2 separate regions of the Gasterosteus aculeatus genome follow, and region 1 is linked to region 2. The links are chromatin contacts, called in public Hi-C maps. All regions are on one chromosome and are shown on one strand. The core of a region is the stretch at or near the end of the contact, and the rest is flanking DNA. Distances in the headings are between cores, read along the strand shown. Region 1 has its middle 7.2 kb from the start of chl1b. Region 2 overlaps chl1b (cell adhesion molecule L1-like b).

Region 1 (2,965 bases), core at 83-2,582, 41 kb before region 2:
GGCGAGACAGAAACTCAATTACTGGGAAATGGAAGTCTCCTGTCGTGTGACAGTGACAGTGTATGCGTGTGCGTGTATGCGTGTGCGTGTATGGGGGGGGGGGGGCACGGCTCAGAGATGATACCATCAAAGCCCTCTTTTATATGTGCTCGAGGAGGACGAGATGCCTCATCCCCAGTGCTGCCCGAGGCCACGCTGATGTCATCCGCCCGCCAGGGCCGATGACGGGAAGCAGCTGCCTGCGACTCTGGCGTCACGGCGTCCCACAATGGGAACCGGTCACGGCGCCGATGACGGACGTTAACGTTTTCCCGCTCGCTCGTCATCCGATAAGCGGCGCGATGCGTCCTGTGCTGGAGATGGTGAGCTCTGGTGACTCCATGTTGCTCTTCGTCGGCGCTGTTTGGAAGTCTGTCTGGGGATCTGAGAGGGTGGGGGTCGGTGGAGGGGCTCGTGCTCCACCCTTGATCCTCGGAGACAGAGAAGCAAGCAACTTCTTGGGAGTGTTTTTTGGAGCCTGATGCAAATCTCGGCGGGTTAATGGTGCGTGTGTGTGTGTGTGTGTGTGTGTGTGTGTGTGTCTTTTGAGGACTTTGTTGCACCGACCAGCTTTATCAGCGAGGCCTTTTGTGACCGTTCAACAAAGCCAGCGGCAATAAACATGTGGTCCATCCAGATTGTGCCTCATTTGAGGTCCACAATGGAGACCACAGATGCACGAGATGTTAACTGGCGGCCCCTCGCCAGACCGAGACCACGGGGCAAGACGTCCGTGAATGCGTGTAGGAAGAAATAACCAAACTCTTACCTCTCGCCGCTGCCAGAGACCAGTTAATGAGATTCAGGCGGATCGCTAATTGACTTTAGTAAATTCCACGTAGCCTCCATCTCCATGGCAACTAAACCAGCCGCCTCTTCTCAAAGCCTACACGCAGGAGGCCAGGGAGGGGAAAGTTTTTTTTTGGTTGTTACACTCTTTCCTTCCCCTAATAATCCATCGATGATGTAATAATGTCGTTACAGGAACAAGGAGGGTTTTAATCGATGCAACACGTGATCACGGAGATTCTATCTCCCAGGAGCAGGGGTATTAATGACTCGGAGGGATTGGGGGAGCAACGGAGCTGAGGCCATTATTAGAGAGCGGGGGGAGGGGGGGCTTGTCGGAGTGTCTGGCTCCCCGCTGACAACAACATGGCCCTGTCTGTTCTCTGTCAAAGTGACACGAACTAGTCCTGAATCACAGCTGCTGGGCCTCCTGACGGTGCCTCTGTGGATCCCACTGACCCCCCCCCCCTCCCCATAGATCAGATCATGTCCACATCAGACGGGTAACATGATCCAGGATGTGCCGTCCTGTAGCAAGCAGGCTGTGCGGGAACATGGAGGGAAATGTGGAAAACACAGCGCAGACGTTTTGCTCATTTAAACAAAGTCAGGGTTTGTTTGGGGATTCGCTCCACTGGGCTTCCACGGGTTTACATCAGAGCAAACCCCTACTTTACAAAGAGCAGATTTCACGCAACTTTTTTTAACTCTGGCACGCAGGCCTTTAAAAAGATTCCAGCCAGCGCTGTAAAGTTGCATATTTATGGATATATGTTTAGGTTGGGAGCTGACTGGCAACCTTAAAAAGATGACTGAAAAAACATCTGAATTAAAGATATCTTGTTTTTTTTAGTTCTTATATGAGTTAAAAGCCAATCAGGATGCACTCAGAATCATGACTTGACAAGAAGAACATTTCCCCTTGAAGTGAATGGAAATTTGACATGAACTATTCAGAAACCAAAATCCGAATGAAAGTGTCAGAACGAACACTGTTTATTCTAAAGCTGAAGGAGCCTTGTGCTCCACAGCTGACTGTTAAATAGGTGGATCATAACACCACATTAACATACAGAATAAATATGCATCTTGATGCTGGCTTATTTTAAATAGCTAACGGAAAATGTCATATAACACCGACCGGGTTTTGGATTAGTCTGTGAGCTAAAGTCGGGGTCAAGGTCAAAAGAAAACTGATGTAATATCTTCTCATTGCCAAGTTTATATGTTTCAGCCACTATAGGAAAATGTCAGCTGATTAAACAGAATGCAATATCGTATGCAAATGTATGCACACACCACAAAGGCCGCTCCGTGTGATTGCAGGTTCTTTTTTTCTCAAGGGGGTGTGAATTTTCACTCCGCTTAAAGCTCCACATATGAAAGGAAAAGTGTGAAAACACTGGAGCAAACGGGAAGGATTATTCTCTATTGTTTTTAATTTGTTCCTTTGTACAATTAGCATCCGGACTTTAGTCCTGATTAGATGGATCTAGACTTATTGATCTATTGGGAGACTCCTTTGTAGCCACTTTGCTGGTTATTACCAAACCCCCCCCCTCCCACAGGACTCCCGCGGACATTTAATTGAAACGGACAAAATAACACCCCAGTTATCCCGAGGGCCCAATTCTATTACCTCCTTATGCAGCTCCCCTGGGAGCCGAGTGCAGCCGCAAACCAAACACGGCGTCACACCTTCAAACGCTCACACAGCCGGCGGCCGGACCAGACGTCTCCCCTCTGCAGCACGGCTGCCGTGTGACATCTTCCTCGCCACGAACGCCGCTGATGTTGTTTTGTCCTCAGCGTCAGTTCAAGCGAGATACAAAAACGTGCGCGTGAACGTGAGCTTGTGTTTCCCGTGGATGTGACACGACCACGCCGGGTCGACCTACCCGCCCGAGCACAGGCGGAAAGGCCATCATTTGCATGATCACACACTCATTGAGTTGCATCCAACCACAGGGAGATTTCATTATCTACGAGGGAATTCCTTAGCGAGAGGAGCGCGGTAACTCTGGCCCCTCTCGGCACTTCTCTCCTCCTGTCGCACAGCGTGAAGACAAACTACTACGCTGGTGGAATTCAGGCCCGGGAGCTCAGCTCTCGGCTCGGTGCTTGAATTGTGTCAGAA
Region 2 (2,899 bases), core at 272-2,771:
ACCATATCAAACAAGTGTTGAACGTCCACATCTTTGACTCCTTGCCGTGTCCCGCTGCCCCTCTCATCCGCCGGCGGCTTTGGGCGGATCAGCCAGCTAAGCCGCATTGTTTCCACTGGGCCTGAACGCTCCGCTGGGAAGCCGCAGTGATATCGGGATCACAGCTTCAGCGCTCGCGCGCCGACTGTTTTGGGCTTTTTATTCGGCTCCCCAACTGGCATCGCACACGTAGCGGGCGGGACAGAAGTTGGCAGCACGCGCCTGTAACTTTGGGTTGTGGTTTGCTGGCTGCTTTATTTTGGATTCATTTACTTGATGCGTAAAAGACACTTTGAGAGAACAGCGATATATCAGACTTATATTGTACTGGACTCCATCATGCTTACCGTGTTGGTTATTCCCCCTTCTCCCCCAAAAGGCCCATTCTGAGACAGTGGGGGCCCCTGAACCTTGGGGTTAAGACCACCCAGAGGGGACCCGAGAAGAATCGAAGTGATCATAATATAATTAAAATCGCTTTGAGAGACTTACTCCCTAAAACACCGCAGACACACCCACCCAAAAGTAGAAGTTACTTACTTGGAAGATGTTCTCATTAGAAGACGGGTGTCACAAGCCCAAAAGGTTGGGAACCACTGGCCGTAGTCTGATGCTCTGCATGTGGGCCCGGGTCGTGTCCCTCACATTGCCTCCCTTGTTTTTGTGTCCCCAAGTTGAGCAGCTGCCCACCATCACGGCGCAGTCGCCCAGCCCCCTCATCGCCTTCCCGTTTGACGAGAGCTTCCCCGTGACGTGTGAAGCCAAAGGGAACCCCAAGCCAGAGTGAGTACCCGGCCTCGTGGACGGAGAGGCAGACACACAGCAGCCGCAAACCACAACAGCGGCAGCCGCTTACCATCAACGTGCTGCATTTGGTTTGGGTTGGAAAAGGAGTTGCCCTTAGCTGAGGGACTTGACCTTTCAATACCGCCTTTCTTTATGTAGATTCACATGGATGAAGAATGGCCAGGAATTCGACCCCTTGCTGGACCCCCGCCTGATGAAAGAGGAGAATTCTGGGACCTTTGTGATACCCAATAATGGGAACCTTACAGAGTACCAGGGAACCTATCGCTGTTACGCCTCAAACAGAATGGGGACCGCCATATCGAAGGAGATTGAGTTCATTGTGCCCAGTGAGTAACATGCATCTGTGTGTGTGTGTGTGTGTGTGGTGCTCTGTTACAGGGCTTTCAGATTGATTCAGGGCCAGCAGACGTGTGTAATGACTGCACCTCTCCATTGTGAACCTCTCATTGTGTTGGACCATGCAGAAAGTCACTGAGGCCCCCCGAGCTCTCCTCCCACCTACATTGGATTAAAAAAAAAGCATGTTTGAGTATGATTCAGCATCTCCATCATTTGCTTCTCCCCCCTGAACACAGCGGATGAATTCTCAAAGAGAATCCACTCCGCGAGCTCCGCCGAGACGCCACACACGATAGTGGCAGTGACGTGTTTCTGCAGGTCAACAAGTGAAAGAATGTGTCAAAGGGAAAGACGGCTCGTCCCAGTGGATCCCTGAATGATGCCACTGCCATCTCCTGGAGGAGAAGAGAACTGCGTCCAATATTTAATTTATTCCCGTCTGGCTTTTTCTCTTTTTTCTTCAAGATGTTCCGAAGTTTCCAAAAGAAACACTTGAACCCGTCGTGGTGGAGGAAGGCCAGGCTTTTGTTTTGCAGTGTGACCCACCGAAAGGAATCCCTCCCCTCCAGATCTACTGGATGACTATCAGTGAGTCATACTATAACGGGGATGTTGTGTACAAGTTAGTTCAAAATACAAATTTGTTTTTGTAACCATACACCTTATCATTACAACCGACGGAATGTTTTCTACGGGATACGTTCTCCTCACCCCTTGACATCTATCTTCACTTTGCACACACGTAAGGCTGCATGCAAGAAACAATAACACAACATAAGAACCACTCACAATTAACATCACATCATTTGCCACACAAACACACTAACCCTAAATATACCAGAGATAATGAGCAATTAAATGTGATTACAACTTAATGAAGATGTCCTTGAAGGACAATGACCTGTTGATATCTCTTGATTAAGCCCGTTAACCTCTGATCTGATGCTCGGTCAGTCACCTTGTTCTAACTACTTTATATGCACACAAGTCCTCACCAGTTACTTCTATCCGTGCCACCCGCTCCACAAGATACATGCTGGGGCTGAGACCATTCAAATACACATTTCTGCTCGTTTTATTTGTCGAATCTTGGTTTACCATGTGAAATACAGCATATTTAATTAGCTATTAATATAACAATTTGGTGTGTGACATAAAAAGTAGTAAATCTAGTTGTGGTAGTACAGGGAGGAGTAGAAGTATACAGTTGTACAGAATACATAAATAATGTACCGTGGAGCACGAGGGCGCCTGCGTCAGGTGTGTAAGCCCCGCCCCTTTTCTGTGCTCAGACCTGCAGCACATCGAGCAGGACGAGCGGGTCTCCATGGGCCTGAACGGAGACCTCTACTTCTCCCACGCCGTGGAGAAGGACAGCAGGAGGGACTACTGCTGCTTCGCCGCCTTCTCCAAGATACGCACCATCGTTCAGAAGAACGCCATGTCCGTCGTCGTGAAGACGAGTAGGTGTCCCTTCATCCCCCCCCCCCACCACCACCACGGGTCACATCAGCACCCGCGAACACGTCACGCCGTCGCATCTCCTTGATTTTTTATGTTGTGGTTTTTCTTTGATGTGTCTCATTGATCCACGTTGTCCTCGTGTTCATCGTCTTTTTATGTCTCATCCACCTCCATTTCAGAAAAAAGTGGCATGAATCCAGAAACTGGTGAGTTTTTAAAAGTAAAACACAGGTGTCCATCATCTATA

The links. A called contact is a pair of places that touch in the nucleus more often than the background predicts.
Region 1: a contact with region 2 is called in a Hi-C map of skeletal muscle, with 5 times the contacts expected there. The contact joins two enhancer-like sites. A contact is called at or near these places in 4 of 6 Hi-C or Micro-C datasets (skeletal muscle, tail fin and whole body).

The regions. Positions count from the first base shown.
Region 1 is chr17:20,622,083-20,625,047 of fGasAcu3.hap1.1, reverse strand. No RefSeq gene overlaps it. Among protein-coding and RNA genes, the nearest start is that of chl1b, 7.2 kb to the right of the region's middle. Within about 2 kb of position 1,332, at least 1 of the 9 cell types and tissues checked has open chromatin away from gene starts, as enhancers often do.
Region 2 is chr17:20,581,548-20,584,446 of fGasAcu3.hap1.1, reverse strand. chl1b (cell adhesion molecule L1-like b) reads left to right here. Exons shown (of 26, transcript XM_078092524.1): 4 at 714-822; 5 at 985-1,175; 6 at 1,654-1,776; 7 at 2,481-2,651. Among protein-coding and RNA genes, the nearest start is that of chl1b, 33 kb to the left of the region's middle. Within about 2 kb of position 1,521, at least 2 of the 9 cell types and tissues checked have open chromatin away from gene starts, as enhancers often do.